Regions from separate parts of the Mus musculus genome. Here all the other regions are linked to region 4. Evidence: chromatin contacts called from public capture Hi-C and promoter capture Hi-C data. All regions are on one chromosome and are shown on one strand. The core of a region is the stretch at or near the end of the contact, and the rest is flanking DNA. Distances in the headings are between cores, read along the strand shown. Region 1 holds the start of Acbd7 (acyl-Coenzyme A binding domain containing 7). Region 2 holds the start of Nmt2 (N-myristoyltransferase 2). Region 3 holds the start of Cdc123 (cell division cycle 123). Region 4 holds the start of Prpf18 (pre-mRNA processing factor 18).

The links. Promoter capture Hi-C pulls out the DNA fragments that hold promoters and counts their contacts. Capture Hi-C pulls out chosen DNA fragments and counts their contacts.
Region 1: a contact with region 4 is called in a capture Hi-C map of embryonic stem cells, with 9 times the contacts expected there. The contact joins the promoter of Acbd7 here to the promoter of Prpf18 in region 4. A contact is called at or near these places in 2 of 39 promoter capture datasets (hippocampal neurons and pre-B cells), 1 of 484 Hi-C or Micro-C datasets (CD4 T cells), 4 of 115 datasets of contacts at active chromatin or transcription factors (astrocytes, large pre-B cells, pro-B cells and 1 more) and 3 of 9 other capture datasets (adipose tissue, embryonic stem cells and liver).
Region 2: a contact with region 4 is called in a promoter capture Hi-C map of pre-B cells. The contact joins the promoter of Nmt2 here to the promoter of Prpf18 in region 4. A contact is called at or near these places in 3 of 39 promoter capture datasets (the C10 cell line, cranial neural crest and pre-B cells), 2 of 484 Hi-C or Micro-C datasets (CD4 T cells and regulatory T cells), 1 of 115 datasets of contacts at active chromatin or transcription factors (large pre-B cells) and 1 of 9 other capture datasets (liver).
Region 3: a promoter capture Hi-C map of adipose tissue shows a contact between it and region 4, with 2.3 times the contacts expected there. The contact joins the promoter of Cdc123 here to the promoter of Prpf18 in region 4. A contact is called at or near these places in 1 of 484 Hi-C or Micro-C datasets (CD4 T cells) and 1 of 9 other capture datasets (adipose tissue).

The regions. Positions count from the first base shown.
Region 1 is chr2:3,334,887-3,337,586 of GRCm38.p6, reverse strand. Acbd7 (acyl-Coenzyme A binding domain containing 7) reads right to left here and starts at 1,419. Exons shown (of 4, transcript NM_030063.2): 1 at 1,366-1,419. The coding sequence starts at 1,377.
Region 2 is chr2:3,282,842-3,285,541 of GRCm38.p6, reverse strand. It overlaps Nmt2 (N-myristoyltransferase 2), which reads right to left and starts at 1,330. Exons shown (of 14, transcript NM_008708.2): 1 at 1,136-1,330. The coding sequence starts at 1,245.
Region 3 is chr2:5,843,806-5,846,505 of GRCm38.p6, reverse strand. Cdc123 (cell division cycle 123) reads left to right here and starts at 1,329. Exons shown (of 13, transcript NM_133837.5): 1 at 1,329-1,671. The coding sequence starts at 1,598. It overlaps Nudt5 (nudix (nucleoside diphosphate linked moiety X)-type motif 5), which reads right to left and starts at 1,472. Exons shown (of 10, transcript NM_016918.3): 1 at 1,121-1,472.
Region 4 is chr2:4,650,849-4,653,548 of GRCm38.p6, reverse strand. Prpf18 (pre-mRNA processing factor 18) reads left to right here and starts at 1,414. Exons shown (of 10, transcript NM_026045.4): 1 at 1,414-1,633. The coding sequence starts at 1,568.

The sequences.
Region 1 (2,700 bases), core at 170-2,669, 1.3 Mb after region 4:
TCTCATGTAGCACACTGCTTTGAGTCTGCCACCTAGCTAAGGATGGCCTAGGACTCCTGATTCTCCTGTCTCCGAGTCCTGAGTGCTGGGATGACAGGTGTGTACTGTCACTCCTGACTTGAACTAACACTCCCACATCTAGAATATAATGCATGTTTTGTTATATTACTACATTGGTAAGAATTTCAAATTGAAATAATACACATATGTTTTAAGAACTTTTCATTTGTAACAATTTATTCTTTAAGCATAAACAAAGTGACTTAAACTTTCAGTGACTGCAATTCCAGTTTTCTTTGATCATACTGATGCTGATATCTAGCAAGTATATATTTTTTAAAACTAGAATCTTATTTTATCGAAATGAAAGAACATTTTCATTACAGCAATAATAGATTTAATACATTCAACACTGATAGTAATAGAAACCCACACCCTGTATCAATTTTAATTATTGAACTAAGGCTAGCCTTCAATGCTGCCCTATTGTCAGGGTGGCATTCATATGCCTTAGCTCATTGTCCCTTCGTGATATTCTTTAACTTTTAAATCCTAAAGATTCCCTTCTCCAATGCTGCTTTAAATGCTGCCCATGGAGGTAGCTCATTTAACTGCCTCTCTCCTCTTTTATTTGCTCTATGTTTATTACGGCATATATGCGGGTGCACATGTACCATGGCATGCATTTGGAGGTCAGGGAACAATTGCAAGGGACACTTCTCTCTCTCTACCATGTGCATTCTGAAGGTTCTGATCTCCAGGCTTGCCAGCAGATAGAACTCGTGCGCGCGCACACCTTTCATTATACACACATAGAAAGAGGGCATTTATATATAAAAGCAACCTATATGTGTTTATCTGAGAAAAGGGCTTCCTGGTTTTTAATTCCTATTTATTCTCTTTTCACTCTTATCAATAAAACAGTAAAGTCAGAGCTTTATAATCTAGCCCTGTTATTCAACAAAACACATCTATGAAAATCTCCCGAGGTCCCCAAGAGCAAGGGGATGTGGAGACCCCAATGGATGTCACTTGCTTCCTGGAGTTGTTAAGAGAGAGAGGTGAAGAAGCCCCCGCCCCCAGGAGCTTGTCAATTCTTCAGATCTGGGTAATTTTCCCAGAGGGCCAAACAGGTTGCTATAGAGATCCTGGGTCCTTGTCAACAGATGGTGAAGTACAATATATTGTGAAATATACTGCCCCACACTGCTTAGGCAGGTGTGGGAGTCACTGCAGGGTCGCAGCAGCAGAAGGCTCCTGGGGGTTACCTGCCCCTGTCCTGTCCCAGGGCTACCACACCTCCTCTCGCCCCATCAGAGCGCTTCGGATAATTGCTTTGGCATGGCCTTCCCAGATCTGGCTTACCTGCAAGGACATAATGATGAGACACGGAATGCTGTGACTCTCCCAGCTCAGAGTGAGAGTCCCCGGGGAGCGGGCTCCGCTGCTTAAAGAGCAGTGCTCCTCCTCCGGTCTCTCCTATTGGTTGCTCTCTGGGCATGGAGGACTAATTGGCCACAGGAGCGGGAGGGAGTGTCTGGGAGGTAACTCAGCCCAGTGTCTCGGAGCTCATTTAATCTCCTCTCTCTTCTTTTACTAAGGCGAACTTGCAGGTGCACGCATGCCTCCGCTGCCTCTCCTCAGTTGAGACTGTGGCTGTTTCCTTCCCTTTTCCTTGCCTCTCCATTCTACCTCTGGGTGTAGCGGTGTTAACTATAGCACTGTATGTGCTGAAGTTCTTCAGAGTTGTTCCTTAACCCAGAGAGAATACACATAACACCTGTCACCTGACCTCAGGGATGGCCGATAGCGTCTCTCGGGAATTCGAGACATGGTGTTGGTTTTGTGCTTACATGACTATACACAAATGTTCTGAACCTTACCAGGCGCCTTTTCTCCTTACTGATCTGATCTATGGAAGGGTGGCACTGCTACCCACTGTTGCCTGGGGTGGCCCGAGTGCTCAAGACACCTCCCATTCATATTGCTGCCCTGGACACAGATGTGGCTATAGACACTCCAATGGCACAGACTCGAAGCCTGTGCTTTGACTTGGTATCTCGTTACTAAAGTCCATTCCCAGTTAAGTGACTTTTAAATGTTGGACTGATTGTAGACATGCAGGAAAGGCCATAATGAAGTGGATATTTTGGACAATTACTATACACTAATTAAAAAACTAAAAATAATCGTTATTAACAGTATGTTTGTAGACTCCACAAAACCACAATAGCATACAATGCTGGGCAAAGCTCAGAATTCCATGCAAGCAAGAAGAATCTAGTGTTCAATTCTTGAACATTTTGTTGACAGACTGTATTGTCAGCTCTAATGCTACGATTTCTGACTCAGACTCTTAAGCTAATGTTATATTGTTGTATCCTTTAAATCCAGCAGTTCAAGAATTAAGACAAAAAGAATACTTTCATAAACCTTCTAAGTTATTAAAATATTTTGAGATATTTATAAAATTAACTATGATCATAAATGGTACATTTATAAACTGTTTATTCACAAACATAACTTATTTACAATGTAAAATAAAAGCTATCATTGAAAAGTAAATTGACCATTTAGTGTATATATAGACTACCAAATGCATAGTAATTTAGGGAACTATGGGAAGCATATATTTGTTAAAAAAAAAAACCTGAACATAAACTGATTAAACATAATCATAAACATAAATTGATGTAAATA
Region 2 (2,700 bases), core at 81-2,580, 1.4 Mb after region 4:
AAAGTAAACGTTGAAATAAAATACAAATACTTTAAAGACTCTCCATGAACTGAATAAATAAGCCATCTGTGACTCAGGCTTCCCTATCGTGTTTTTAGGCTGACCCACTTCTCCAGTCACCATGGTTCGCAGAATCTCACTTCTAAGGGGCAGCAGTAACAGTCTGTGCCAGCGCATAGTTTGAATCCAACAGGGTAAAAGGCTGAGGCAAACAGCACCTACAAAGGGACACCGGTCTTTATTTAAAATGATCCTCCAAACCCCGCCTCTAAAACAGAACTTCAATACCAGCCTTAACCAGAAGCAGTCTTTTCTCGAAGAAAAAAAAATCAAGTCTGTAGGGGAGAAAAGAGGGCAGCATAGATTGAGAAACCGATCAAATGTTAAAGTACTTGGTGCATTTGGCTTTGGAGATCAGACACCAGTTTTGCAGGAGGGGCAAGGTCGGGGCCGCGGGAACTCCGTTCACCCGTCAGCTCTGCTCTAGAAAGCTCTGAGGGCACGCTCAGAGGCCGCAAAGCTGAACGCCCTCAGGCGTCGGCTGAGACCTGTCTCCCTCCCCCTCTCCCGGTCTCGGCGCCCCTTTCCCGGCCTGGGAGGCAGAACTTTGCGCAGTTCGTCGCCAGCAGCCGAGACCGCCAGAGGCGCATCCCTATCCCACCCCCACCGCCGGCTCTGCGGGTTTCCTCTCTACAGGGGGTTAGTGGCGGCTGGGGGGGGGGGGCGCGAAAGAACTAGAAGGATGCCAAGGCACAAGTGGAACGACTTGCATCTCCCTCGCCTCGCCGGTCCAAGACGCCGCCACCGCAAAGGGAAGGGCCTTGCGTCCTTGCTAAGTTCCCACCCGAACCACTCGCCGTGGTAGGGTGAGGCCAAGCCAGCGGGGGCGCGCGGCAGGTGACTGTCGCGTCGCGGGTTCCCGGGCCCGAGTCGCAGTCTCCCCGCCCACCTCAGCCCTCGCCCACCACTGCGTGCTCCCCGAGAGCTGGGAGACCTGCACCTCACAATGGTCTCGGGATGAGGACACCGCCAAACGGAGCCTCCGGTCTAGGGGCTCCCGCACGCCACGAGCGGGCGCGGGAGCCCTGAGGTGCGCGCGGTCCCCGCCCTGTCGCGCCCGCGCGCCACCTCCTACCCTTTGGCGTGTTCGGTCTCCTCCTCATTGTCTCCGTCTATTCCGCACGTGTCCTGGTCGTCCAGCTCTAGGCTCTGCTGGCTGGCCGCAGACTCGCTGTCCTCCGCCATCGCGGCGGCTCCGAACGGCTGGGGAGGCGGCGCTCCGAGCAGCAAGCAAGGCGCGACAGGGCGGGCGCGGCCGCAGCTCCCTCTAGTGCCGCCCACCCTCGGGCACCGAGTCTCGAGTCTGCGGCCCCGCCCACCCCCCGGTCACGCCCATCACAGCCGGCCCGGCCCCGCCCACTCCCTTGAGGCTCCCGCCTGTCTATGCAGTCCCGCCCGCCTCAGTCAGGGCGGGCCCCGCCCACATTGCGTGCCTACACCCGCCCACTTCATCAGTTCTCCCACTTAGGCAGTCGAGGCCCCGCCTACCTCGCCTTCCCACTTCCGCCTATTTTAGCGGGTGAAGACCGGCTCCTCTCGTGGTCCCGTTTCCGCCTGGGCTAGCGAGGCTCCGCCCACCTCGCCTTCCGCTTCGGCTCCACTCCGCCAGCACTGCCCCGCCCACCTCGCTCGCCCGCTCGGGCCTCCTCAGCGGGCACGGCCCCGCCCACCTCAGCCAGCAGAAGGGCGAAAGCACGAGGCCGGCCCTTCCTCAGTCTAAAGCTGTGAGGTGGGGCGGTGGGGGAATGGTGGAGCCGGAGCGGGAGCCGGAGGCCGAGGCTTTTGGGCTTGGGGCGTGGCCTGAATGAGGATGCGTTTGTGGCTCCAAGGCTAGACCTGGTCACTGCAGGCTGGATTGCAGGGCTGCGCGGCAGCCTTTGCGACCACTGCCTACAGATTCTATATGTCTGTGTGCCTCAGCGCTCTCGACTTCTGCAGGGATTTTTTTTTTCACTCAGGCCTGCGATTCCCTAAAGCTCTCCCTGCCTCCTCTTCCACATGTTCTTCAAAATTTTCCATTTCACATTTTAGTATCTAATGCTTATCGAGCCAAAGCTCCGCCCTCCCCACCTCCCCGCTGCAAGCAGCCTCAGAGTCCTCAACAGAAAATGACTGGAGTTGGTTTTTGTTTGGTTGACTGGGGTTTTTGTTTGTTTGGTTGGTTTTTTTCTTTTGCTTGCATGTTTTTGTCTAGATGGGTTCGGCTGAGAACAGAATGAACATTTTGTGAAACATGAAGACACCCAGATTAGGGGGATTGGGTCGTTTTAGGCAAGTCTGTCGGCTCTCTCCTAAGTGAAGGTCATGACCTAGACCACCAAGGAAACCTGTATGGGCAGTGTTGAAATCGTCCTCCATCAGGAAACAGGAGAGGAAGAAAGCCAAGCATGGTGGCCCATGCCTGTTATCCCAGCAGTCCTGGATGTAAAAAGTCCCGGAGGTCAAAATGAGGAGTTCTTTGAGGCCAGCATCCACTGCATACAGAGTTCAAGGACATCTTGAGCAACAACAGACTCCTCTCAGGGAAAATAAAGGACTGGGGGATAGAGGAAAGAGAATCTCCTGGGTGTACCAGATAAGGCAAAGGTGAAATCCATATTGCTGTTAAATACTTCCCACAGCAGGCACTCGGTTGCATTC
Region 3 (2,700 bases), core at 80-2,579, 1.2 Mb before region 4:
GAGTATGTAGAGAGAGACTATGTATCAAAACAACAAACAAGCAACAAAACCCAGGATTGATTAATTCTGGATACCACCATTCTTAAATAAGAAGCTCTGCTATCCACAACACATCATTATACACTGCAACATTATAAACCATTGATCTTGATTTTGGAAGGTATTCTTTAAGCAATGCTTCCAACCACTTTACCTGTAACATTTCAAACAATGTATACCTCTCCTGTGTGTGTGTGCACGCGCGAGCACGAATTCTAATTCAAAATACAGAGGATTCTGTTCATCAGTTCTAACAAATACCTTTCTAAAGAGGTCAACAGTGGCTGGGGTTTTTCCTCTCTCTCTAATTTAAACTGCTTAGATGCGCTGTGGAAAATGCAATTTATTTTTCTGTGAGGGTGAGTATCAGAAATGTGGTGCTTCTGGACAAATACGTGCTTGGAACATGCCCAAGGCTTCTACATTACAGGAAGCACCAGAGGGTTTGAAAGGCCTGTCTCTTGCAGCTGGTGATTTTTTTCCTTTTTTTTTTTTTTTTTTAAAAAGAAACTGAACTTTGTAGGATGATAGATGGAAAAAGGAGTAGGGAGAAAAATGATATCACAAGTTGTCGTATACAAACTCTTCCAACCTTTTACGATTTCATCATTGCAGAGACATTGATAAAAATATGTGCTTTTTCCACACTGGTAACTTTTTCGGAATTGGACTAAACTTTAAGCTTAAAAGACACAACTTTCCCCTTTTTCTTGATTTCTCAGACGAACATCGCTTCTTTCATCTTCAGGATCGTAAAATACCACCCTCCTCCCCAGAATCGTGCATGCGGGACTTCTTCCCTGTGTCTCTAAAATCTACTTTCCGGAATGAGAAGGGGCCATCCTTCTTGTAGATGCCTCAACTGATGTGTTCCAACATTTACTGTGCTGTTCCCAGGTTCCTCTCGTAGCCCAGGCTGGTCCGCCTGGATCCCGGGTTCTCGTCTCGCGCTCAGGCGCAGACGCGGAGACACGCGCGCGCGGCGGGCTGTACTCTGGGCACCATCGGTTGTGCTCGCGCCCTTTTTTCCCTTCCCCTCTCCAAGGACACTTAGTACCGAGGTTGGCTCGCGCCCACTTACCTACACTAAACTGTGGGATGTGGAAGGGATTGAGGAGGAAAGGAAAAAGGATCAGGCAGAAGCTGCAGTCTCCGTAGAATCAGGCGCCACCGCTAGAGACACCGGCGCCTCTCGTGGTGCAAGGAGGATGTGCACACGTCCTCCTCCAGGCACCCGTAGAAGCTCAGCTAGCTTCAGATGATTACCTTCCGGGTCGAGGTGCATACAGACGAAAGCGGAGATGTAAGCTTCCTAAAAATCTACGCTTTCGTGCCTCTTCTCTGCGGACTCAGATCTCTGTGTGTCTTGCGCGTCTGTGTGGGCACGCTAAGCATACAGTCTACCATGGCTCTAGAGTCTAGCGCCAGCGGACTTTTACGGACCGGAAGAGTCCTTTCTTTAAGACGGCTCGGTCGGCACTTCCGGAAGTGCTGCGCAGGGTTCCGGGAGAGGGCTGGCGGGAGAGGGAAAGGCGGCTATTGACGCGGCAGCTGGAGAATGAAGAAGGAGCATGTTAGTCACTGTCAGTTCTCCGCGTGGTACCCACTTTTCCGAAGCCTTACCATCAAGAGGTAACCTATCCCGGAGTCAAACCGGGGGGTTTGGGTAAATCCCATCCCTTCAGAAAACTAAACAAAATCCGCAGGCCTTCTACTCAGTGGGAGCGACTGTGTCGAGCTGCGGATTTTCTATTGGCTTTGACGGAGCAAGATTAACAAGTAGATCAGTGTTTGCCGTGCGTCCTGTTCGGAATCAAAGAGCGAGTCGAGGGAGGTAGGGAGGCGGTGGGGGTCCTCGGTAGGGTAGATTGAAATAGATACTTTGGGAATTGTCAGAAGCGCAAGGCAATAAACAAAACAAAACTGGAGACTTTGCCTGCTGCTGACCGACAACCCCCTCTGGTGAGAGTTGCGTTCCATCATTGTACAATGAGAACAGTGATACAGACGGTACCTCCAAGTCTGGATGAAGCTCCAGTTTGGTAGTGTGTATAGGTTGCATTGCTACTGACGATCCAGTGTTCTGAGAAGAAGCAACCCATCTGGAGAGAAAGTGGGATCGTTTGGTTTTTGGTTTTGGGTTTTTTTTTTTTTTTTTTTTTTTTTTTTGATTTTTGAGACAGGGTTTCTCTGTGTAGCCCTTGCTGTCCTGGAACTCACTTTGTAGACCAGGCTGGCCTCGAACTCAGAAATCCACCTGCCTCTGCCTCCCAAGTGCTGGGATTAAAGGCGTGAGCCACCACCGCCTGGCTGAGAAGGTGGGATCCTATTCTCTAGTTCTCTGGCCTGGAACAAGGAATCTGTCCAGGTTTGCAGAATGCCCACGGTGAATTGGTGCATCCAAAAACAAAACAAAACAAAACCACAAAAAACAAAATCCTGCCCCCAAGAATTAGATTGTAGAGTCAGAACCCTCTGTCTGGCTTTGAATTCTGGTTCTATCAGCATCTTCAGCAAATTACTTAATCTCTCTAAACCACATTTGAAAACTTAGAAACATAATAGGATTGTCATGAGAATTGCAAAAGAAAAAAAATACTTAAAATGTTGCCACTCTTTTGTAGCACATAGTAAACACATGAAAAATGTTGCCTGTTACCT
Region 4 (2,700 bases), core at 165-2,664:
TGTGTGTATGTGGTGGTGTGGTTGTGAACGTGCGTGTGTATACGTGTGTGTATGTGGTGGTGTGGTTGTGAACGTGCGTGTGTATACGTGTGTGTATGTGGTGGTGTGGTTGTGAACGTGCGTGTGTATACGTGTGTGTATGTGGTGGTGTGGTTGTGGTTAGAGGATGACTTTGAGAATCTACTTTTTCTTTCCACCATGTGGGTTCCCAGGGACTGCACTCAGGTCATCAGTCTTGGCAGCAACTATTTTTAGCTGTTCAGCCATCTTTTTGGTCCTCAGATATCTTTTAGATGAAATATCCTATTTCACACACAGACACACACACACAGTATAAAACTTTCTTTTCTTTTTTAAATTTGTTTATTTATTATATGTAAGTACACTGTAGTTGTCTTCAGACACCCCAGAAGAGGGCATCAGATCTCATTACAGATGGTTGTGAGCCACCATGTGGTTGCTGGGATTTGAACTCAGGACCTTTAGAAGAGCAGTCAGTGCTCTTAACCGCTGAGCCATCTCACCAGCCCCAGTATAAAACTTTCTAATGAGCAATCCTTTCAGTTTTTATTTTGATAAACCATCTTACCTACACTTGAGTTTGAATTGAATGTTATTTCACTACTTCTAGAATAGAAAAATGTAACATAAAATATTGTTGAATTATGACAACTAAAAACAAAGATGCTTTCATGGCATGGAACCAAGAATAGATATGTTATAAATGGTTCTAAGATTAAAAAAAACAAAACAAAACCAAAACTCTGCCAAGTATGGAGGTCCACTCTGCGGTTGGGGCAGGAGGATTACTTTGATAGCAAGAGTTTGAGACCTGCCCAGGCAACACAGTGAGTGCCTGAATCACAATAAAAATAAAAACAAATCAAAGTAGAATTTCAACATATTTTTTCTTGGGCTAGGTTATAAGAAAGAATGATTATATTCCCAATCATCATTGAAAATCTTCATTGCTGATTGCATAACCAGAAAACACAATAAATTTACAGGGTGTTGAATAGGCAATTAATAAACACTGCCATTTTAAAACTTGTATTATTTATGTATTTCTCATTCTCTAGTATGTTAGCACTCTTGGCAAATAAGTAAATTGAGGAACTATGAAGCAAACTTTAGGAGTATACAAGCTGGTTCAATCGGGCACAATAACCATTTAAAGAGACAAACAGTTGTTTTTTTTTTTTTTTTGAGACAACTCAGAAATCTGCCTGCCTCTGCCTCCCAAGTGCTGGGATTAAAGGCCTGTGCTACCTTTGCCCGGCCTTTTGTTCTTTTCTACCTGTTACTGAAATCACAAGTGTGTATCTGGAGGGTTCCGCTAGGGGGCAACAATACTCAGCGGTTTTGGCCGCGTTCGCGCCGAGGGGCGCTCCCTACCTTCCTTTCGTTCATCCTGATTTCCGCCGGAAGCGGCTCCGGCAGTTGTTGTTTTCCGATAATTGGGCTCTGGTTGCTTCGTGGTTTGTCCTCTTCCCCCTCCCCTGGCGGGTGAGGTTACCGCCGAGGAGCTGGGGAGTCAAAGTGAAGACACTTAGACCCTGGGAGCGAGATGGACATCCTGAAATCCGAGATTCTGCGGAAGCGGCAGCTGGTGGAGGACAGGAACCTGCTGGTGGTGAGTCCCGGAGCTGTGGTTCGGGCTTGAGGGTGGTGGACTGTGCTTGCGGTGTTGGCGGGAGGGTGATGGTCCTGAGAGGGTCTGGGGCGGGCACGGGGCTGACAGATCCGCCACTGTCCCGGGCAAGCTGCTGGCCCAGGGCTTAGCAAGGGGCAGAGTATGGATGTCAAGCCTAGTCTGGCTCACTTCGGCGGCGCTTGCTGTCCTAACCAGTATCCGCCGCAGGCAGAGTGATAAAACAGCATACTAGTCATTGTCAATTCCAAAGCATGTTGCAGAGTTAGTCGGCTTTATTCCTAAGCGATCTGGCACACGCCATAGAGTGCAGAGTTTGTTCCTCTTTGTGTGCGTGTGTGTAAAAATCTTGTTTATTAGTCAGTGACTTTTGACAAGTGCAAACACCTGTGTAACCCATTCTCCATGAGGAGATAAAATAGCAATGTCCACTTTCCAGTCCCTGCGTGGATTACCCACCGAAGCAACTTATTTATACCTCAGTTTTGCCTGCTCTAGAATGTCACATCAATAGGATGTACATTTTCATATGGAGCTTCGTTTGATTAGAATGTTCGGGGTATTACTTTGCTGTGTGTGTGTATGTATGTGTGTGTGTGTGTGTGTGTGTGTATGTATGTATGTATTAATTTTCTGAAATTGTATTCTGTTGTCTGAGTAGATCTGGTTACCCATTCTCCTAGGGATGAGTGTTTGAGCTGTTTCTCAGAATTGGTTGAGCAGATTCTGAGCCCTATCCCTTTGGAACCGCAGGGTTACAGAGTACATGCATGCCTAAGTCATTCAAAATGTTGCACATCTATGAGCTATGTCAGAGGCTGGCTAGTCTGCACTGTTGCCCGCGGTTTATGTTGCCTGTCTTTTTGGTGGAGAGGTTTCTGTATGGTTCTAAATCTCATCTTCTTGATAATTTAAGTAATTCATGTGTGACTTTTTTTTTTTTAGATACTTACATATTTTTTTGTGAAGTGTTAAAACTGCTTGCAAACTTAAATTAGGCTAGTTATTAGTTCTCCGGACTTTAAATTAGGTTAGTTATTCTCCATACT